Linked DNA regions of Anas platyrhynchos: regions 1 and 2 are each linked to region 3. A link is a contact called in public Hi-C data. All regions are on one chromosome and are shown on one strand. The core of a region is the stretch at or near the end of the contact, and the rest is flanking DNA. Distances in the headings are between cores, read along the strand shown.

Region 1 (3,206 bases), core at 337-2,836, 85 kb before region 3:
GATGTAACGTGTGGCATGCAGAAAGCAGCCCGCAGCCTTGCCTGCACGGCTCCTTACTGTTGGGTTGTGCTTACGGTCCGGGGTTATGGTCACAGAGCCCGTCCCTGTTGCAGAGCCCACTGCGATTTCCCACTGCAGGAGCAGGACCTGCAGCAGCCATGGCGAAGCAGCCGGTGCAGCGTGGATGCTGAGCTGCCTGGCTTGCTCTGAGCACGTAGGTGAGGCAGTGTAAAGGCCACTGGATTTGGGTTTAAGATAGGAAAAATAGCCCTCTAAATAGAGGGCTTGCCTGGAAATGATGGATAAATACTATCACGGGCTTCTGTCCCTTCTCTGGGATGCTGCCGGGGTGATTTATGAGCTGGTTTATGGGCACAGGCATGCAGCAAGTGATTGCCCTCTCCTCTCTGCAGCAAGGCAGGCTGCAGCTGGCAGCATCCCAAGGGCTGGAGGCTCTGCTGAGGTCCCTATGGTAGGGCTGCAATGGGGTCCTCCTCCAGCACAGCACTTTGGCCCCATGGGCACAGGAGTCACGTCCTGGCCTCTGATGGGCGGCCAGGGCTTGAAAAATGGTATTTGCAAGGCAGCTGCAATGTTCGAGGCGTCAGAGCTGCAGGGATGAGGGTTTATAAATGCTGCTGCTGGCTACAGCTTCACAATCAGAGGTCCTGGGGAAACAAGGGGTTTCGTCTGGAATTAACGTTTGGGGCTTGCTTTATGGTTCCAAGTCAATATGCTGAAATGCTTTGCAAAAGTGTCAGGAAAAAAAAAAAAAAAAAAAAAAAAGGCTGTGCAGACCAGTCATGCATTTAAAAAGCCTCATCCGTCAGAGGACTAAAGCCAAGTAATAATCCACTCAGCTCTCACTTAATTTAGGCTCGCTTTTAAAACAAAATGTGGAAAAGCATCAGAATACGTGGACTGCATTAGACGATCCAAGACCTCTGACTGCGCAGGTCGCAGGCTGCAGCCCTTGCAGAGGGAGGGTTACGTGGCTGAACTCCGTGTCACTGCATCAGTCCGTGCTCCTTTTAGGCCAAGGATGAGCTGCTGTACCAAATGTAATTACCATCAGCACTACTACCCTGGTATTTAATACTATTATTTGACTTATTGTGACGATTTTCAGCCTCATGAGAGCCTCTCTCTGCTCCTCCCCTGACTTGTCCCTGTAAAAGGATCCCCACCCTAAGGCAAGGAGCAGGTGGGCTCTCCTCTGAGGATCACACTGTGGTGCTGCAAATGGAGGGAGGTGCCAGCATCCCGATAAAATATAAGAAGTTGCCCAGGACAGACACTCTCCTCATGCAGGGAACAGAGCTGGCGAGTGTGGGGTTCTGGCCATCAGCACTGATCCTTTATTCAAAGGGGCAGCCGATGACAGCGCCGCGAGGAGCATTGGGCTGTGCCTTTATCACTGGTTTCCATGGAAAACGCTGTCATGGGGGGGATATGGGTTCATGTCAGGGGAAAAAAAGCAGAAAGATTGGTGGGAGAAGGTGGATCCTGGGGGTGCTGCAGAGGAAGGAGCTGGTGGGGTGCCTCGGTGGAGGTGGGCTTCCACTCGCTGGCTGCCTGCGCTCAGGTGTGGCTGCCCCAGCACAGTGGGGTGGCAGGGCTGTTGTTATCAGCACCCACCCTTGCAAAGGCCCCTCAGGGGTCTGCCTCACCCCCAGGAACCCCCTTCCCTCAGCCCCCACCACCCCAAGCCGGACCCCGCACCCCTGGGTCCCCCCAGAGCCAGGCACAGCCCCAAGCACATGTCACTAGAGGGCACTCGGGTTATTTTTTCCAGCAAGGCTGCGGTATTAATATTCCTAACATGCGCCCTGCTCCTGGAGCGAAGCGGCGATGTCCTCCTGTGGGGATGGGGAGGACTTTTGGGGGGCTGTTATGGAGCGGAACGGCAGCGCCTGCGTGCCATGGGGATGCTGATGGCAGCTGTGGTGTGACTTGTGTGCCACCAGCCCTGCTCCTGCGTGCCAGCCTTCCTGCGGGTCCTGGGGAAGCCCAGCAGAAGGAGAGGGGCCCCAAACCCAAGCTTTCAGCAAGTGCTGGCTGCAGTGAGCTGAGCTTCAAGCAGAACAAGAGCATGGCACTGCCAGCACTCGCTGCTGGGGCTGCAGGGGGCTCTGGGGCTGCGACAAATTCCCTGATGGCTCCAGCAGCGCCCACTGAGCCCCCGGAGCAGCCGCCTGGGAGAAGCACCCGCTGCAGCCTTGGCCTCACCGCGAGCCCCCAGCCCTCGCCAGGAGCTGCGTGTGCCTCTCTCCTCCGGCTGGGCACGTTCCCCTCTCACAAATGACGTCTCATTAGCTATAATGCCTCGTGAGCCGCAACTGGTATTCAAATCAAAGAGAAGGAGCGTATTTTCCCTTATTTACTGCCACTTTATTTGTACTGGAGGAGCAGCTAGAGGCTCTGATTGGGACCCCCATGTGCAAGACGTAATGAAAAGATGGTCCCTGCCCCAAAGAGCTTCCGGCTTAATTACCGAACAAGAGACAACAGATGGATGCCCCATACAGACAGGGAGGAGCTCAAGGTAACAGGGAGACAATTATGATTAGCTTAATAAGCCGCGGTCACAGTACAACAGCTGCCTGCCATTGTCACTAATTGTCACTCCACTTGCTATGAAAGAATTTTTTCAGTTTAATCAAGAAACGTGCTCCGTCACCCGAGGGGCAGAAAGCCCAGGTATTTCCCTCCGCCTCACATATCACTTCTCTGTGAAACCATCCTCCTGAGCCCACAGATCCAGGACATGTTGCTTCGACAGCAGCACTTGTGCAGGGCTCTCCCTGCCCCTGCTGCCTCCAGACTGGCCCTGGGACATGGCACTGGTTCCTGCCCCTCTGCTCCAGCTCCTGCGTGGCCTCGTGGTGAGTTGCTGGAGGAGCTGCAAAGCATCGTGCCAGCAGGAGCATGAACTGCTGGAGGTCTGGTGCCGTTCCACTACAGCCTCTCTTTGTCTCTGTCAGTCTCTTTCTCCTCTCTGTGGCTCAGCCACGCTGTAGGTATCCACTTCCAGCATCTTTCATGTGCTCTGACACTGTGACTGTCGTAGCAAAAGACCAAACTGCTGGCCCTTTCATGGCTGAAGTACTGTTTAATTCAGTGCTGCTCCCAGCTGTAGCTTTCTGGAGTAGCCGTTTTCTGTGTCTGCTTCTCCCGGGAGAGCTGCACTTTCTGCATGTCTACCC
Region 2 (3,066 bases), core at 345-2,844, 69 kb before region 3:
TTAATCCACTGTGGCTTTTCTTTGTTTTAAAATTATATGTTCTCAGTGAAAAAACTATGATTCACAGTATCCTCTACTGAACTGCATTTTTTAGAATTAACAAGTCCCAACATGCCTATACCTTTTTGATCCAGGTAGTAGGTCCAAATGCACAGCATGCTGTTATTATGACCCAAATAGCGTTCAGATACAATAGGTATTCGGTGTCAAAGAAATATCAGACATGCCTGAGGGGCAACAGCTCCTGAAAACAGTATTTCCATAGTCACCTGCTGGACCCATGTCATGTTGGGAGCAATACCTTCTGCTCCGTAATGCTCTGTCTAGCTCTGTCTGGCTGCGCTCCTGAACTTTTGAAAAGGGCAGCTCCCTGGATGCAGCACTGGCTGGGGCTGACCCTCAAGGTGATGGTTGAGATCATTCGGGTCTTTCAACAACCTCACACATCACTTTCTGACCACGACGAATGCCAGCAACTGCAACTTCTGCTATGCAAACTCTTGCCCAGCTCCAGCTCCTGGAGGCAGGAGGTTTGCGAGCTCTGGCAGACCCAGCGCAGAGCTGCCTCCCATCTCCGTGTGATGATTTCAGGATGGAAATGAGGAGACTTTTCTTCTGAGAAAGAACAGTGAGGCATTGGAATGGGCTGCCCAGGGAGGTGGTGGAGTCACCATCCCTGGGGGTGTTCAAGGAAAGGTTGGATGTGGTGCTTAGGGACATGGTTTAGCGGGTGACATTGGTGGTAGGGGGATGGTTGGACCAGATGATCTTGGAGGTCTTCTCCAGCCTTAATGATTGTATGATTTTCAGCCCACCTCACTCCATCTAATCACCCGGGGAGATGAGCAAGGCAGAGGCATCCTTCCCAGTGCAGTTTTGCATCGGGACCTGACCGGCCGCATTCCTAGAGAGGTAAACTCCCATCACGCTATTCAGCATCTTGCCTGGAGGTGCTGCAATCTCCAGAGAGAACAGTTCTCAGAATAAATTGAAATGCAATATATATATATATATATGTACATATTAAAAAAAAAAAAAAGGCACTTCATAAAGCTTGAGAGCCTTGCACCCAGCTCCTTCAGGTGAGCGCGAGCAGTTGCTAACACACAGGTCTGTGCTCGCCCCGCTGCCTCAACGACCAGCAAGGCAGGGGGGCTGCCAGAGCTGCCTGGTGACAAGAGGGGTGACACCAGGGGGTGACACCAGGGGGGTAACATCAGGGATGGACCCCATGGGGTGACACCAGCCCAGTGGGGCAGCAGCTGTCCCCTGGGGGAAGCCGTAGCCTGGCAGAGCCCAGCTCACCCCCCAGACCCCCGCAGCCCCCCAGCAGTGCGGGAACCCCCCTTAAAATCCCTCCAGCACCATGCCACGGCGTGGCGAAAGTGCTGCGCAGCCCCTTTAACCCCGTGGCGAATCTGCGGGGACGAACCCAAAGCCCTGAGCACCCCCACCCCAGCTACGGCACGGCGCAGGGCCCAGTCCCCCCTCCCTCCCCTCCCTCCCCTCCCCGCGCCGCGCTCGGGGCGTGTCCGGGGAGGAGCCGAGCGGCGCCGGAGATTGCCGAGCGGAGTCGAGCGGCGCCGGAGATTGCCGAGTACCTCCGGAGATTGCCGAGCGCCGCCGGAGATTGCCGAGCGGGCGCGGCCCTTCCCTTCCCGCCGCCGGGGCGAGGCCGGAGCGGGAGCGGCCGGGGCGCGGCCCATGGAGCGGCCGCGCCTGAGGCGGAGCCCGCGGAAGGAGCCGCTCGGCCCCGGCGCGGCCGTGAGGAGGAGGCGGAGGCGGCGGGGCTGAGCTGAGGAGAACACGGCCGGGCCCCGTCTGTGTGTGTGCGGTGTGTGGTGTGTGAGGGGGGGACGCCTCAGGCACCATGTCGGCCAAGGTGCGGCTGAAGCGGCTGGAGCAGCTGGTGCTGGACGGGCCGCAGCGCCACGACAGCGTGCTGAGTGTGGAGACCCTGCTCGACCTCCTGGTCGGCGTCTACGCCGAGTGCAGCCGCGACTCGCCGCTCCGCAGGGACCGATACGTCTCCGACTTCCTCGAGTGGGGTGAGCCCGGCGCCGGGGGGAGGCTCTGAGGGGAGAGGAGAGAGGGGAGGGACCCCCCCGGGGTGCTGGGCCTCCACAGCCCCTCACAGCAGGGCTGGGCCTCGCCCCTTATATACCCCCCCCCCCTCCCCTCAATATACCCTGTGTCCATGGTGCTGTGGGCTCTGGGGGTGAGGCTGAAGGTGGAAGCTGGCCTGCTGGCTGCGGGGAGCCCCCCCCCCCCCGGTGCTTGCTGTGATCAATTCGTGCTCAAACGGGCCGTGGTTTGTTCAGCTGGGGAGGTTGGGAGGCATAATGCATGGTGAAGGTGACTGAATTGCTCGTGGAGTGAGGGGAGGAGAGAGCCTCGCTCACGAGCGCGGTGTCCCGTTCGTCAGCTGTTCCGTGGCTGTACAGCTAGTTGGGCTCTTAAGGATATCTGGTAAGAAAAAAAAATATAATAATAAAAAGAAACAAACAACAAAAAACACAAAGGATTTCCTGCGGGAGGGGGAAGGGCGATTCGCTTCAGGAGATGCAAATGTGTGTCGTGGTCCTGCCGGCCACAGCACCGGGAGGGAGGGACAGCTGGTTCTCCTTAATTTCTGTGGGGACCACCACTCTTTGTGTCACACTAACAAACTAAGAGGATTCACTTCCTGGACTCTTCTATTGACGTCAGTAATGCGATTGCCAACTGAATAATTAACCACTCGATCACATCTGCCCTGCAAGGCTGCAGCCAGGGGAGCATCGATTATTTGTTTTGTTGGGGGAGCTTTGTACGTCTCCTGCAAAGTGCAGGCTGCTTTTGAACTTGTTTTCGAGCTGGTGGATTGAACAAGCGAGCGTCTACAGGCTGTGAACCGTGTTGGAGCAGGGCACGGTGCTACTTTTAGGGTAAAACTCAAGGGCAGGATTTGGGGCAGGCCAAAGAGCGGTATGCTTTTCCTGTAGCACTGTTGGTGGCTGGGTCTTACAGCTTGATTCCTGTGTTGTCATTTTCCGTGTGATGGAGAGTCCAATTATCTAATTGTTT
Region 3 (3,312 bases), core at 56-2,555:
ACATATCTTTTGAAAGGTAATGAGGGCTTTGGTTCTGTTTGAGTTTTTATACGCTGCTCTAGACTGCTGGTTAGGATAGTTACAACTTTTTTCCAATAACCCCCTTGTGCCTGGGATTTGGACTTTGCCAGAAAGATCCTACTCTACAGACTGCACGTTTCTTACATAGTCAATTATGGCTAAGAGCTATTTTTTCGTAGACTATCTGGAAAGCAGACATATTCTTGGGAAGAAAAGACCAAACTAGTATTAGAATAATTTTGTTTGGCAAATATCTGCAGTGTTAACAGGAATCTTAAGTGCAGTCTTCACTATCTAGCCACATACTGAGGTGCCTTACTAGTGAGATGAAGAAGGGAGAAATAAAATAAGAATAAAAGAAAAATATTTAGCCCTTTATGCACCTCCAAAAATGGTGTTTCTTAAAACTCTGAGACTGATATTTCTCCGTTTGAAATGTTTAAGATTGTATTTTGATCACATTTTGTTTCTGTAGTAAATTAAAGGAATCGGAAGCAAAGAACAGGGAACTGTTGGAAGAGATGGAAGGCTTAAGGAAAAAAATAGAAGAAAAATACAGAACAGATTCAGGTAATTAAAGTTACTGTATTTCAACAGAATTCTAACACAGCTTGTGGTGTTGCATTTTAGCTAAGTCTGTTATGTTTTGGGTTTTAGGTCTTAAACTTCCAGACTTCCAAGATTCCATTTTTGAATATTTCAACACATCTCCTCTTGCACGTGATCTGACTTTCAGAGTGAGTTATTACACAAATTAACTACAAAAATGTGATAGCTGAGTTATATTTTTATTACCGAAAAGTAACCCCTGGGCTCTACATGGCAAATTTGTATCTGGCCTATTAGCCAAATTAGTGGGACGTGGAATTGGATGTCCAGTAGGTGTTGGATTGATTGGCATTTTGAAGAGAAGCTAGCACCTTTGGGAAATACTCCCAAAAGTTCACATTGATTATTTCTTATTCTACTTTCTTTCTTTGTTAATCTCAAACCTTTAGCTGGAAAATACACATTCAGGTTGTTTTGGAAGGGGTGGCACACCCTATTGCAAATAAGGGATTAAGCGCTTTACTGTTGGAAAATACTAGTTAATATAAAGAAAAGTATTCACTCAGTTCAAAGGGCGTTTAAACAGATATGTAAAATTGTTGGCTCCAGTTCTTAATGGGTTGGTTAGAGTAGAAGGGACTGGAAAGAAAATCAGAGGACCCACAGATGTTGGTATTGTAAGTGTACTGTGACACACCCTCTGATCCTTAGAAAACTAATCATACAAATTGCAGCTCCAACTGGGTGTTTCACTTAGAAAAGTTTGTGCATTCCCTGAGGAAGCAGCTGTTAGATGCAGCATTGAATCACATTTCCTTACTTCATGAACTCTTGATCCTTGAGGATTTTCTGGGATTTTTTTCTTCAAAACACATGGATAGCTCAGGGTAAAACCAAGAGCTGGAACTGGAAAGAATAATCTGTTATGTTTATGGAGCTGAGTCAAAGGGGCTGAGGTTAAAACCTCATCAGTCTGGTTAGATACTCTATCTGAAATGTGTGCTTTCTGGTCTCTTTTCAAATTGTTATTGGTGCCAAAAAAGAAAGCTTAAGAACATGCTGTGGTATTTGCATATGCATACTTTGTGTATGCACTGTTCCCAGTTACAAAACATCCACGCTGGCTTTCTTGCTGAAGCAGCAAGATGAGCTGTGTGGATGAGGTGGAAGGAGAGAGAGAAACATGGTATATACTACTGTCTGGATAATAGCATTTATCTACAAATCTTAATAGTTCAAAACATTGTTTTAAAAAGCACCAAATACTCTTCAAATAGTAACATGTACAATATCAAGCCCATAACTAATCAAGATTCCATTCTACAGATCCAGCAATAAATACATAGTCTGTGGGAACACAGGTGGCATTTTCTGATGAATTGCATTAAAATTCCTGATACCGTTTTTAGTGATAGCCACTAACAGTTTTTTTCACATGTACACATAAAGATAATGTCATATGATCTGGGTTCATTTAGTTTGAATGAATATCATTGGCCCATATAAAACATTTTATTTAGCTAGCCTACTAATATTCCATCTGAAGTTTTTCTGTGGGTGATAAGTGATCATTTTTATCCCTCATATCTGTTACAACAAAGGATTCTGTTTCTTCTTCGTCTACATCTTCTCTGCTAGCCTTTTGGGAAGAAGTAAGTTCTTGCTGGTAGTTTTGTCTCCTTATTTTGTTGTGATCTCTCATAGTAAAAATGGCCTTCTAAAACTAGACATTTTGCTTCATTAGTCTCTCTATAACTTAATCCACTAAATAGTGCTAGCTTAGTTTTCTTTTAATACCTTTCTACAGGCTTGTTATTTTAGATTCTGTCTATATGACTAAAGCTAAATCATGCCTTGCATTTTTAAATTGTTCATATTACATAATGGTATAATTTGATCTTCATGGCCCAGCCCTACCAATCAATTCATAACAAAAAAAAAACAAACAACAAATATCTGAATCTATTTAGTGATCTAACTGAATTCGAGCCATCTTCCTGTCGAAACTGGCTGGGAAGTGAGTGATTCATTACTCATTGCCTTTAGTGCTAATTACATCATTTAGGTGAAGTCTAATCTGATGTTTGTTAATCATGATTTTCACGATGTCCTCAGAGTACAGTAATACTGCTTCCACACCCAGCTTCAGCTGTGGAATTGTAGCATGCTTCCCCCTTGTGCTGGCAATTAGTAGTTGCTAATGTAAGTGTGAAATTAAAGCTTGTAATGGATGCTAGTGTTAAATTCTAGTGAAATGTAAGACAATATGATTAAGACAAGATGGTTATTTTTAATGATAGAGGTGATAATAAAATTAGTGCTCATTTTGGAAAAAAATAATTAAAAAGATTTATGGTGTTACGTGAAGAATTTTTCTTGTGGTGGAATTGGCAGCTGCTGTCTGCCAGAAAAATCCTAGGGTGGTACCAAGCTACCAAGAGAAAATGAGCTATTTTATGGATTATTGCCAAGCTTCTCAGACATCATTCCATACCCTCATGCAAGAGGATAGACATAGTCTTTCTGGGAAGAGAAGGCTGTTACAGGATTTATGCTGCCTACTACTGGGTTTTGCATTTCAGTGCTTCCAGCTTTACAGCTTTTCCATCAGGTGGCAGGGTTTCTTGTAAGGAAAGGTTTTTTTCAGAGTGGAAAGTTTTTAGATGTATGCATATAGAAATGAATATTTTCTCGATTTATTTTTACAGTGAGCTGTTCATTGTAGCTACCCTGAAATTCTAA

What was found. Hi-C and Micro-C count contacts between places; a contact is called where the count stands out from the background.
Region 1: a Hi-C map of subcutaneous adipose tissue shows a contact between it and region 3, with 4 times the contacts expected there. The contact joins two enhancer-like sites. A contact is called at or near these places in 4 of 8 Hi-C or Micro-C datasets (liver, skeletal muscle and subcutaneous adipose tissue).
Region 2: a Hi-C map of subcutaneous adipose tissue shows a contact between it and region 3, with 2.2 times the contacts expected there. The contact joins the promoter of CDC42BPB here to the enhancer-like site in region 3. A contact is called at or near these places in 2 of 8 Hi-C or Micro-C datasets (skeletal muscle and subcutaneous adipose tissue).

The regions. Positions count from the first base shown.
Region 1 is chr5:11,016,450-11,019,655 of IASCAAS_PekinDuck_T2T, forward strand. No RefSeq gene overlaps it. Among named protein-coding and RNA genes, the nearest start is that of CDC42BPB, 16 kb to the right of the region's middle. Within about 2 kb of position 1,587, at least 1 of the 8 cell types and tissues checked has an H3K27ac peak or open chromatin away from gene starts, as enhancers often do.
Region 2 is chr5:11,032,622-11,035,687 of IASCAAS_PekinDuck_T2T, forward strand. CDC42BPB (CDC42 binding protein kinase beta) reads left to right here and starts at 1,595. Exons shown (of 39, transcript XM_072038258.1): 1 at 1,595-2,048. The coding sequence starts at 1,871.
Region 3 is chr5:11,101,751-11,105,062 of IASCAAS_PekinDuck_T2T, forward strand. It overlaps CDC42BPB (CDC42 binding protein kinase beta), which reads left to right. Exons shown (of 39, transcript XM_072038258.1): 19 at 1-16; 20 at 497-591; 21 at 679-758; 22 at 2,172-2,222. Among named protein-coding and RNA genes, the nearest start is that of AMN, 46 kb to the right of the region's middle. Within about 2 kb of position 1,306, at least 2 of the 8 cell types and tissues checked have an H3K27ac peak or open chromatin away from gene starts, as enhancers often do. A contact at or near this core is called in subcutaneous adipose tissue, where this site is marked.